Linked DNA regions of Hordeum vulgare: region 2 is linked to region 1. A link is a contact called in public Hi-C data. All regions are on one chromosome and are shown on one strand. The core of a region is the stretch at or near the end of the contact, and the rest is flanking DNA. Distances in the headings are between cores, read along the strand shown.

Region 1 (5,718 bases), core at 2,039-4,538:
AGGTTTGTCCGGCTTCAATGAAGGAGAGGTGATGACGACGACGTGCCTTTGGCTTGCTCGAGTACTTATAGCCGTCATTAGGTGGTCTGTGGATATTGATGTAATCTTTTGAGGAGAAATATTTTTGTTAATTCCCGCGTTGTTTGTAGTGCCATGATGTTTGATAAATAGATCCGAAGTCTTTGTGTTTTTAACAAAGCTCTGAGAGCATCTACAGCCGGACCGGGCAAATCCGCTCAGTATACGTCTGCGGACACGTCCAGACACGCCCGTGAACGCATGCGAACGACCTCTCATAATTCACTCACCACATCCACATATCTCAAATTCGTTTTGGGCTCTCAAATCAATGCAAGACCATGCACGTCGATCACATAAGCCATTGTCGCACGTAAATAACAAATATTGACACCGAACATAAATAGTTATTTACATAAAAAAATTAAGTGCACAATCAGACATCAGCTCTTTGGTTTCCATTGTGGGTCCACATATGCTCCACAAGATCATTGAGTAGTTGCACGTTCACCTGATGATCTCAAAGGTTCTAATGCATATGCAGAAAGTTCATAAACTGAGCTGCATCTTAATCTCCCGGGATTTCAACTTGTTCTTCACGTGCTTCAAAATCATTGGTTTGGGCTACACCATTACCCTCATCCTCGACAATCATATTGTGCAAAGTAACCCAACATGTCATGAGCTCCACAAAAGTTTATGATTCCCACATCATTACAGCCCCATGAAAAATTCCCCAACGAGCTTGAAGCACACCAAATGCTCTCATCGTTCCTAGATGCTTCCAGCATTATTGCAAAGTGGCTCCGTTTTTGGCCATGCAGTTAGAATATGGTCTTCACAGATGCCGTCCACTGAGGGTAGATGCCATTGGCAAGATAGTATCTCATGTTGTAGTCTCTCCACTTGACGGTGTAGTTGCACGATGACGATTCCACGGTCCAAAGCCTCCTGAACACCAGAGATCGTTAAAGCACGTTGATGTCATTGTGAGAATCTGACATTCTAAAAAAGCATGCCAAATCCATAAGTCATGTGATGCCACCAATTCTAGTATGATGGTAGCCTCTTTGGTGTGACCTTGATACATTCCCTGCAAACTTTTGGGGCAGTTCTTCCATTGCCAATGTGTGCAATCAATTGATCCAAGCATTTCTGGAAACCCTTTCGCCTCTCCAATAGCCAACAACTTGTGTGTGTCCTCCACATTTGGTTTTCTTAGATAATTTGCTCCAAACACCTCATTACAACACGGGCAAACTTGACAGTAGTCTTCAGGCATGTGCTCTCCCCCATCCTGGCCATCTCACCAACGACATTTGTAGGAGTGCCAAGTGTAAGCATTCTCAGACCAGCCGTGCACTTCCGCTTGGCATAGAAAGAGAGTTGACCGCAGCAATCCCTTGTGAGTTTGAAGTAGTCATCGTGTGCCTCTACTCCCTCCATAATGCGCAAACATTATGACTTTTCGCACGTGAAAATGGCGACGAAATCATGGATCATCCAAAAAATTTTGGGTTCGAAGCTAAGCAGCCCTTCTGCAACAGCTTTGCTCAAGATACCCTGTCCCGATTGATCACTCTTCTTCCTTTGATGAGCTCTCGAAATTAAGAATATGCTTCACTTGTCGGTCCATTTCCTCTTGCATGCTCATGAGCATGATCATGTTCACTTCTTCATCTGAATCCGAGGAATCAAAGAACTCATCTTGAATCATTTGATCAAGTTTCGTCGCTCCATACTCCCCGTGGGTCGAAGTATCAAAATCCATTGTTTTCCCTAAAAAAATCACAAAAAATCAGGTGAGACAATGTGTCAAACACATTAAGCGCAAGGCGAAGCTATATAGTTACCGGACGTACCGCGGTGGAATCCGGGTCGGCGATGACGTCCCCTGCGGCAAGAACGAGAGAGAAGACTACTCTGCTGGAGCTGGCGGCGCACATGCTAGGAACGGCTACGGAGCGTGCGCAGCAACGGAGCTCCAAGATGGACAACGTAGAGGAGGAAGAAGAGAGAAGAGAGCAAATGGATCTGGCAGTTCTCGGGGTGGATTTGATACAATTGCGATGGGGTCGGACTGTCGGGTCGCACGTGGCAGACGTGCTCGGACGTCCCATATCCGTCTCATATTTAGACTGAGTATGAGGGTTGTCGGTTAGTTCGCACGGTCATCTAGATTAAAACTTCGTGACTGGTTAATGTTCCACGGTCGCCCATGCGTTTGAGAAGGTTTATGATGCTAGATGCTCTAAGAGCAAGTACAATAGAGCTGAGTTAGCTGACTATAAGGAATAAACTAATATATTTTTGTTTAGTTAGAGGAAAGAGAAGAGGAGAGAGAAGGTAAGAGCCAGCTCTAGCACGTGCTCCTAGTCATTTCGTGAGTATGAACGGTGGGCCATATAATAAAAAAGTAATATATCTTTGCAATGAACTATTGTACTTCCTCCGTTCCTAAATATAAGTCTTTTAAGCGACTTCACTAAGGGACTACATACAAAACAAAATAAGTGAATCTACACTCTAAAGTATGTCTATATACATCCGTATGTAGTCCTATAATGCAATCTCTAAAAAGACTTATATTATGGAACGGAGGGAGTACATGTTGACTATAAGATGGACTATAAATGACATGACAATGACTTATAGCCAGCAGCTGACTATACTATTCTGGTTGCTCTAACAGCGACGGGAAGACCAATAATACCCCTGGTCCAAAATCATCGAACCAAGAGAGAAGTCGGCTGTCACTCCCAGCCAGCCCGTGCGCATCCTCTCCCGCGAACATACCCAGCGCCTGAGGCCTGACGACGGCGGACAAGGCCGCCCCTCCCGCCGACGGCCAGGCGACAGCCGACCCGCCCGCCCTCCGCCGCGCCTCCCCACCGATCTCCCCCATTCGGCACATCCCTGACCTCTGCCGCTCCACTCTCCCGGGACTTCACCCTGCTGCGGCCGCCGCCGCGCCCCCCGCGCCGACGCCCGGCCCTGCCCCAAGCTCCGTCCCTCCGTCAGGTCTGCTGTCTTCTGGGGTCCTCTCCGCTGCTTCGCCATTCCACGAGACCTACAGCGACCTCTCCTCTCCACCATCTGTCCACCCCGTAACTTCCCCTCTCCCTCTCCTGACCCCATCTTATGCTCGGGTCTGCTCGAGCTCCAGTCCGACCCAATGCGGCCATGAAATCCCTCCTGTAGTCGTGCTTCCTCCGTGCCGTATCTAGGCGTCATCGCTGACGCCTCATACCAAAAAAAAAAAACACCTCTGACGCGCGTCGCCGTCGTGGCCGTTCCCGTCCTCATCGCGTCGCTGCTGTCCCCACCTCGTCCGCAACCTTGGTCCTTGCTTTTTGAGGTATGAGCTTCTAATCATCCAGAAACTACTAAACCTCAAACCAACCTCGACAAATTTTGGGCGTGCCGATTCACTTCCTGCACACCATGTAGATCCGCACCTGATTTGGATCCTGACTGCCCTTGGTTTCTTTTCAGGTAGGATCCAGGGATCCATAAGCGAAGTCTTCCCGAGCTACGGAGGATGTGATTGGAAGCAACTACGGTTTCATTCAGAAATGGCTACACCAGGGAGCAGTACTGGGGCTGGCGGCAGCAGCACCAGACCGGCGAATCGCGCAGTTTTCGTCAATTCTGCTGCGGCGGCGGTCGGTTCGGCCGACGCCAGATTCCACTCCCAACAACCACACCAGGATAGGGTATACTCGTGCGCTCAATTACTTAAGCTTAGCTAGTCGTTTGTGCCTTTTTTGCTTTAGATGAGCACATCCATCAGACCATCACTACATACGAAGTACGAACTGTACCGGACACTAGCTGCTGCAACTTGCAAGGGCATCTTTACCCCAATAATTATGCTTTAGTACTGGCTGCTTGCTTCATGCAGCTTTGCATAATGAGCTGAATTGACTATTCATCTTGGTGTTGGTCCATGCTAAATTGCATGATTTTGCACCAGTTTGGTAATTTTGTGAAGACCACATACATTGTCCTGCTACAGCATCACCTGGAGTATCTTGCTCTTTCATTCCTTTCATAGATATTGCATTCCTTTCATAGATATTGTATATATCAGTATATAGGTATAGCTCGTCGATCTTTATATCCACATTTTGCTTAGAGTTGAGGTTTGGGAAAAGTAGCTTTTCACTTTGGAAAGCACTGACTGTATGGTAGAAGCACAAACTCATTTTGGTGTTTTCCATGATAGGATATTTTTCCTTCTGAAGTTTTTTCAGACTTCTTGTGGACTGCATGCTGTGACCAGTTAGGATCTTTTTCCTTCTGAAGATTTTTCAGACTCTTGTGAAATGTGTGCTGTAATCAGTTAAGATCTTTTTTCTTCTGAAGATTTTTCACTTTTTCTGACTCTTGTGAGATACGAGCTGTGATGACTGATAACACAATTTATATGTTCTATGTGCGGCGGCATTTTGCGCTTGTGAATTTTGCTCTAATTTACTTGCATGGTTATTAATGATGCAATGTGTTTTTTTTCCTTTATGTACAGAGTTTAATAGTCATCTGCAGTTTCATCATTGACCTAACTACTACATTGCGTTTTTAAACTTGTTCTTTGTTCAGCTGTGGAGTCAATTTTGTGTATCTTTTACCAATAATCAGCCGGATGGTTTTTATCTCTGCTTCCAGGAACAATCAAATTCATTTATTTGCTCCCTAAACAAAATTCATTTATACTTGCACTAATGCATTACATGTTTCTCTGTTCTTAACAGCAGAGTAGATGGGCTGGCTGTTTTTCTGGCTTGTCATGTTTTGGGTCGCAGAAGGGTGGAAAGCGTATAGTTCCTGCAGCACGTATGCCTGATGGGAACGCGTCAACTAACCGCGGAAATGCTCTTCAATCTGGTAGAAATTCTAACCAAAATGGGGCTATGAATTTATCTCTTCTTGCGCCACCATCATCGCCTGCATCCTTCTCGAACTCTGCTCTTCCTTCGACTGCTCAGTCACCTAACCGCTTCCTTTCAATATCTGCAAACTCTCCTGGTGGCCCAACGTCTAATATGTTCGCTGTTGGACCATATGCCAATGAACCTCAACTTGTCTCACCTCCAACAGCTTTTTCAACTTTCACAACTGAGCCCTCTACAGCACCACTGACCCCTCCTCCTGAACTAGCTCATGCAACCACTCCGTCCTCTCCAGATGTTCCATATGCTCGGTTTCTTTCATCATATATGGGTCCTAAAACTGCTGGCAAGGAGCACAACATGCATTACTTGTCAACAGCATACTCTGGTGGCTTAGGACTGCAGGGATCTTATCCACTTTACCCAGGGAGCCCTTCTAGCAGCCTCATATCACCTGCCTCAGTAACTCCAAGGACCGGTCTATCCTCACCAATCCCTGAACAAGATGTTCCTGCTGCACACTGGAAGACATCTAGGTCCGTCTGTGACACACCATATTCCATTGCATCGCCCATTCCTGAGCAAGAGGTCCCTACCGCACAGTGGAAGACTTCCAGATCTGCTTGTGACACACCGTATTCCAGGACATCACCATCAAATATCTTTGGACTTGATTCAGCTGCCCCTAGAAACTGTCTGCTGGATAGCAATTTTTTCCGTCCAGCGGCATCTGCTCAGTTCTACCTGGATCAGGCTCAACAGTCATTTCCGTATAATGGTGGAAGGCTTAGTGTCTCAAGGGATAAGC
Region 2 (5,718 bases), core at 2,306-4,805, 300 kb before region 1:
TTGTAAAATACATGTATCTGGATGTGACGTTGATGAAAGATGTTAAAACTGCTTGCTTATATGTCTAATCTTATGTTGGCGAATTGACAGATGTTGGCTAGATTACCATTTCCTTGTGTTGCCTTGTGTGTGTCAAAAAATGCAAATATCAAGGAAATGTAAAAACATGAGCTTCTCATGTAATGTTCTTTCCTTCATTGTTGCACAAGCTTGAATTTATCATTTCTCATATAACTCTACTTTGTTTTCTTGTTCATGGCTTCGTACTATAGGTCACTTATGTGGATATTCATTTCTTATGCATTGTGTTCATGTTGACATATGCTACGTGACAACTGATGCTTTTTTCGTCTTTGCATTTTTATCGTCCAGTTTTGGATTGATAGAGAAACGAGATGAAAATTGTTGGCAACAATAATTTAACATTACATTTGAATTTAGGGATCAAGCAATATATATATTTACAAAATTTACAATCATTACATTATCAAAATGGACGGGCGACGCACCATCAATGATCTAGTATTATTTAAAATAACAAATGTTGCACATGGTAATAGACATGTAACGTTGGTGATTCAATGTGTGTGTGATCGACATATGTACAAACATGTGACAATGATATAATAATAATAATCGTAGTAGTAGTAATAGTAATAAAAGAAGGAAAAAAGGAAAAAGCAAAAAAAGGAAAATGAGAGCAAAGTAGGGGAATAGTATTGTTAGTATCGCTCCGCTTTAAATCTTAAAGTAGAAGAAAGCCTAAAAGATACGGACAAAAGAAAAAAGCCACGCTATCTTCACAGCCAGTCCATAGCTCATCCTCATCCAACGAGAACAACTAGTAGGGAGCATTTTTTTTGGGAGCCTTCCAGCGAGCACTCCCACGCGTCATCATTTGAAGCGTTCTCATCCGCCGCCACATGTCGCACTTTGAGCGATTTCTTTAGATCTTTTTTTATTTTTCCGCACGTGTTTTCGGCTTTTTAGGTTGTTTTCCGGGTTTTTTTGGTGTTTTGATTTTTCATTGGTCTTTCTTATCTTTTCAATGGACAAAAATATTTTTTTTTGCGCGTAATAAGTTTTTCCTGTTTTTTCACGATCGACACGGTTTTGCTTTCGCGCGCCTCTCGGAAACGAGAAAAACTCTCATGTTGCTTCCGCGACCGTGCCTCTCAAAAATTAAAAAAAAAATGTGTTTTTTGTTTTTATGCGAGAGGCACGGTTTTTCTTTCCTGAGAGGCACGGTCGTGCTTTCCGGAAATGATAAAAACTCATTTTTTTCGTAAGAGACACAGTTTTGCTTCCGAAAAAAAAACGCGTTTTATGGAAGGTTTTTCGCGAAGCGTGGTTTTACCTTCGCGAGAGACACGCTATGTCTTTCGAAAATGGAAAAACACATTTTCTAAAAAAAATTCTATTGCAAGAGACACGAGTTTTATGTCCGGTTTTTTGGAGAAAAAATGTTCATCAAAATCTTTCAACACGGGATTAGTTTTGAAGATCTCAACATAAAAAACCCAACTGTTAAAACGGTTCGAGATTTGAACATGCACCTTAAGAGATAAAACGTTTTAAAAAACAGATTAAAAAAAAACTCTCATGTTGCGACAAGTGACACGGTATCACTTGTCATAACTTGAAAGTAAACAGGCCGATACATATACAGGAAAACAACAACCACAAATCTTAAACTAGAATCTACCCAAAGGTCAAGGGCACCCTAAAATCCATTCACCAATCCCTCCCTATCCTTCTAAGCTACTCGTTCCAGTCAGCCGGCTGCCGCCGTTGATCGTCGTACCAGCACATACAGCTGAGACCTACGAGCACCTCGACGATAGCAGCGTCCGTCTTCCGACGGTCCGCGAAATGCAGCGTCTGCACCATCGGTGCACGCGGCTGCATGCTGAACCGTTGCTTCCGCTCCATGCTCCTCTCGTCGTGCCACCGCAGCGTGTCATGCGCCATTGGCCCCAACCACCGTAGAACTCCGTCCACCGCGTCCATCGCTGTGACGACGGCCTCCCCGTCCACCTGCCCTCCTCTCAACCTCTCCCTCAGCTTCGCCTTCACGTGCGCGCGTATGGTCACGGGCAGCATCTTGTACAGCTCGTCTCTCATCGACAGCTCCGTCATGCCGTCATGCGCCTCCTCGTTGCGGATCGCCGGCCTCAGTGCCTTGAGCAGCGTCTCGGCCGACAAGATCACGTTCGCGTAACGCAGTTCCATGCCCGAGCCACCGACGGTGGTCGCGGGTGGCTTGATTGACTCTGACGATGTGGAGGCTGTGTCTTTCGGCCGGAAGATGGGAGCCGAGTGCCGGATCGCCGCGTTGGGAGCCATCGACTGGTGCATGGGGCCAGACGAGTGGCCGAGCGCCCATCCCCGGCCTCCTGCTAACGGAGGTGGCAATCCCGGCACTAACGCACCGAAGGCAACGGAGACGCGCGCGAGCACGGCGAGCACCGACTTGGCCATGAGCTTGGCCACCTTGTGGGCGGCCACGCTCCAGAGCGAGCCCTCCGTGAGTCGCCGCACCTTGTGGCGCTGCAACCTGAGCTCGCCCATCAGCTTCTCGCTTGGCTCGTCCGCGTGCTGCCTGCTCTTGGATGACTGCGCCGGGATTGGCCCGCTGTGCTGCTTCCACTGCTCCATCCGCCGCTCCGACGCCTCTAGCTCGGTGAGCGCGTCCATCTCCGCGTACAGCTTCGCTGTGGCGGCTACGTGCCGCTCCATCTTCTTGAACCGCTTCGCTGCGCCCCTGGAGAACCCGACCGTGGCGTCCAGCCGCGCGAGGCCGGCCCCCCGCTTCGCGTCGGCGTAGACGCGGTCGAAGTCGTGCAGGAACGGCGCGTCCGGCAGCACGCGGCAGCGCGCCCCGAGGCGCGCGGCGTCGTCGGCGGCGCGGTCGAGGCTCGCCATGAGCTCGCCGCACGCGAGCCGGAGCAGGCGGGACTGGTCCGTGGACGTGAGCCGCGCGACGCCCTCTGCGCGTAAGACGTCAGCGCGGAGCCTCCTGACCTCCGCGTCCGACAGGGAGAGGTGGAGCGAGACCAGCCGCGACATGGCCGCCGCCGCCTCGAAAGCCAGGATGCCGAGCCCGTCCTGCCTGGAGCCTCCGCCGAGCCGAGACCGCAGGCCGGACAGCCATGACCTAGCCATGACCGATCGAAAACCAAAGAAAGAAGGAAACCGTAGCTATGTACGCTGCCGACTGACTGAGGCAGCCGCAGCCGCAGCCTGCAGGTAGTTATAGGAGCGATCGTAGAATCGCTGTAGGTACGTTCCAAGAGAGATGGCGCAGGATCATGCGTATGACGGATGGTAAACCGCGTTTAACAGCGAGGAGCTACGCCAGCGCCAGCGCGCGAAGAAGACGAAGGAAGCATGTGTGTCTGTGGATGGAGGATTAGACGGAGAAGGTGCGTGTTAACTTAACGTAGTCGGCCGCGCGACGCGGCCGGGTCAGGAGATGCGAAGTCGTCCACGCACGCAGCCGGCAAATCACGGGCAACTGACCCATGTGCCTGCAGCAATCGATCGAGTCGCGGGCATGTCGCTACATGTCATGAATTCCTCCTCTCCTGCCGTCCCGATTATAATTAGACTAGTGGTGGTGGAAGTTTGAGTGCAGTCTGATGGATAGGCCCGGAGACTTGCCCCCGCCAGGTCGTCGACGGCGACGCCTCCTTCCCCTCTTCCCGCTTGGCCTGGAATATGCATGTCCGATGACTCCGATCGACCGGTAAGACACGGTGCGTCGTCGCCTCGGTGGCCTACGTGCTTCCCGCATGTGGTTGTATGGTGGAGGACCCGCTTTGCTACATACTCCAATTGGTACTGTGGTACGCCTCCAGTACGTCTTTTTCTCGGTTATAATAACTGTAGTTTGAATTTCTTTTGCTGGAACTCTAAACTTCGGTTTTCAACCATTTATGTGAGACTAGGAGCACTGCCACGGTTAGTGCCCGTTCTTCACAGATTTGAATTACCACCGGAGGGCTCATTCAACGATTTGATAGTAACCTGTCTGTTACCTATACAATACGGCAGGAGTGAAAGACTGTTATGTTAGGTCATTTTCAACGCCGATCATCAAAACATATGCAAATGTCGAGATCGAACGGTCACGACATATCTAGGTCTCCAATGTGAACATGAAATTGGCCTGTACCACTTTAGACATCTAAAATCCCGCAGGCTCATTTGAAATAGAGGGGAGCTCTAGGGGAGTCGAAGCGTTCGCCACATTGAGCTCCGACAGGTAGGTTGTCGGTGTTAAAATCGGCTGACCTCAAGTAGGGGGTGTGAACTCTGGATCTAGATTCCATGGATAACAAGAGACGAAGAAGACGGTGTTTTATCCAGGTTCGGGCCTTGTTCATGAAGGTAAAACCCTATGTCCTGCTCTTGCTGGTATCGATGGAGTAGTATAGAGTACATAGTTGATCTACTTCGAGATTGGATGTTGTGGTCTAAATCCAAATCACAATGAGCTTAATCCGTCCTACGAACTAGGCCCCCCTAGCTTATATAGATACTAGGGATGTTAGTGTTACGCAAGGTCGGTTATAATAGAAAAGGAATATGTCGATTACTACGTTGTCTTGGATCATACACCAAGTCTTCGGAAGAGTTCATATTATTCCAATACTTACAATGATGACCGAATATGCCCGAGAGTCTGGCCCATGAGAACAAACGGACAGCCCGAGGAGCCCTTAGTCCCGGACTGCCTCAGTAGCCCCTGAACATGTTAAAAATATGCCCTAGAGGCAATAAGAAATTGGTTATTATTATATTTCCTTGTTCATGATAATCGTTTATTATCCATGCTAGAATTATATTGATTGGAAACTCAAAAATACATGTGTGGGTACATAGACAACACTCTGTCCCTAGTGAGCCTCTAGTTGACTAGCTCGTTGATCAAAGATGGTCAAGGTTTCCTGGCCATAGACAAGTGTTGTCACTTGATAACGGGATCACATCATTAGGAGAATGATGTGATGGACAAGACCCAAACTATAAACGTAGCATATGATCGTGTCAGTTTATTGCTACTGTTTTATGCATGTCAATGTATCTGTTCCTATGACCATGAGATCATGCAACTCTCGGACACAGGACGAATACCTTGTGTGTATCAAACGTCACAACCTTACTGGGTGACTATAAAGGTGCTCTACAGGTATGTCTGAAGGTGTCCGCTGGGCTGGCGTGGATTAAGACTAGGATTTGTCACTCCATGTGACGGAGAGGTATCTCGGGGCCCACTCGGTAATACAACATCACAACAAGCCTTGCAAGCAATGTGACTAAGGAGTTAGTCACAGGATCTGGTATTACAGAACGAGCGAAGAGACTTGCCGGTAACGAGATTGAACTAGGTATGGAGATACCGACGATCGAATCTCGGGCAAGTAACATACCGAAGGACAAAAGGAACATCATACGGGATTAACTGAATCCTTGACATATAGGTTCAACCGATAGAGATCTTCGTAGAATATGTAGGAGCCAATATGAACATCGAGGTCCCGCTATTGGTTATTGACCGGAGAGTGTCTCGGGTCATGTCTGCATAGTTCTCGAACTCGCAGGGTCTGCACGCTTACGGTTCGGGGACGTTTCAGTATAGTTGAGTTGTAGGTGCTGGTGACTGAAGGTTGTTCGAAGTCTCGGATGACATCCTGGATGTCACGAGGAGCTCCA

The links. A called contact is a pair of places that touch in the nucleus more often than the background predicts.
Region 2: a contact with region 1 is called in a Hi-C map of seedling, with 4 times the contacts expected there. The contact joins the promoter of LOC123446660 here to the promoter of LOC123449036 in region 1. A contact is called at or near these places in 4 of 6 Hi-C or Micro-C datasets (leaf, seedling and an unstated tissue).

Annotation. Positions count from the first base shown.
Region 1 is chr4H:479,365,464-479,371,181 of MorexV3_pseudomolecules_assembly, reverse strand. LOC123449036 reads left to right here and starts at 3,288. Exons shown (of 4, transcript XM_045126105.1): 1 at 3,288-3,376; 2 at 3,514-3,734; 3 at 4,776-5,718. The coding sequence starts at 3,594.
Region 2 is chr4H:479,666,133-479,671,850 of MorexV3_pseudomolecules_assembly, reverse strand. It overlaps LOC123446660 (protein PSK SIMULATOR 1-like), which reads right to left and starts at 3,555. Exons shown (of 1, transcript XM_045123221.1): 1 at 1,587-3,555. The coding sequence starts at 3,165. The coding sequence ends at 1,762.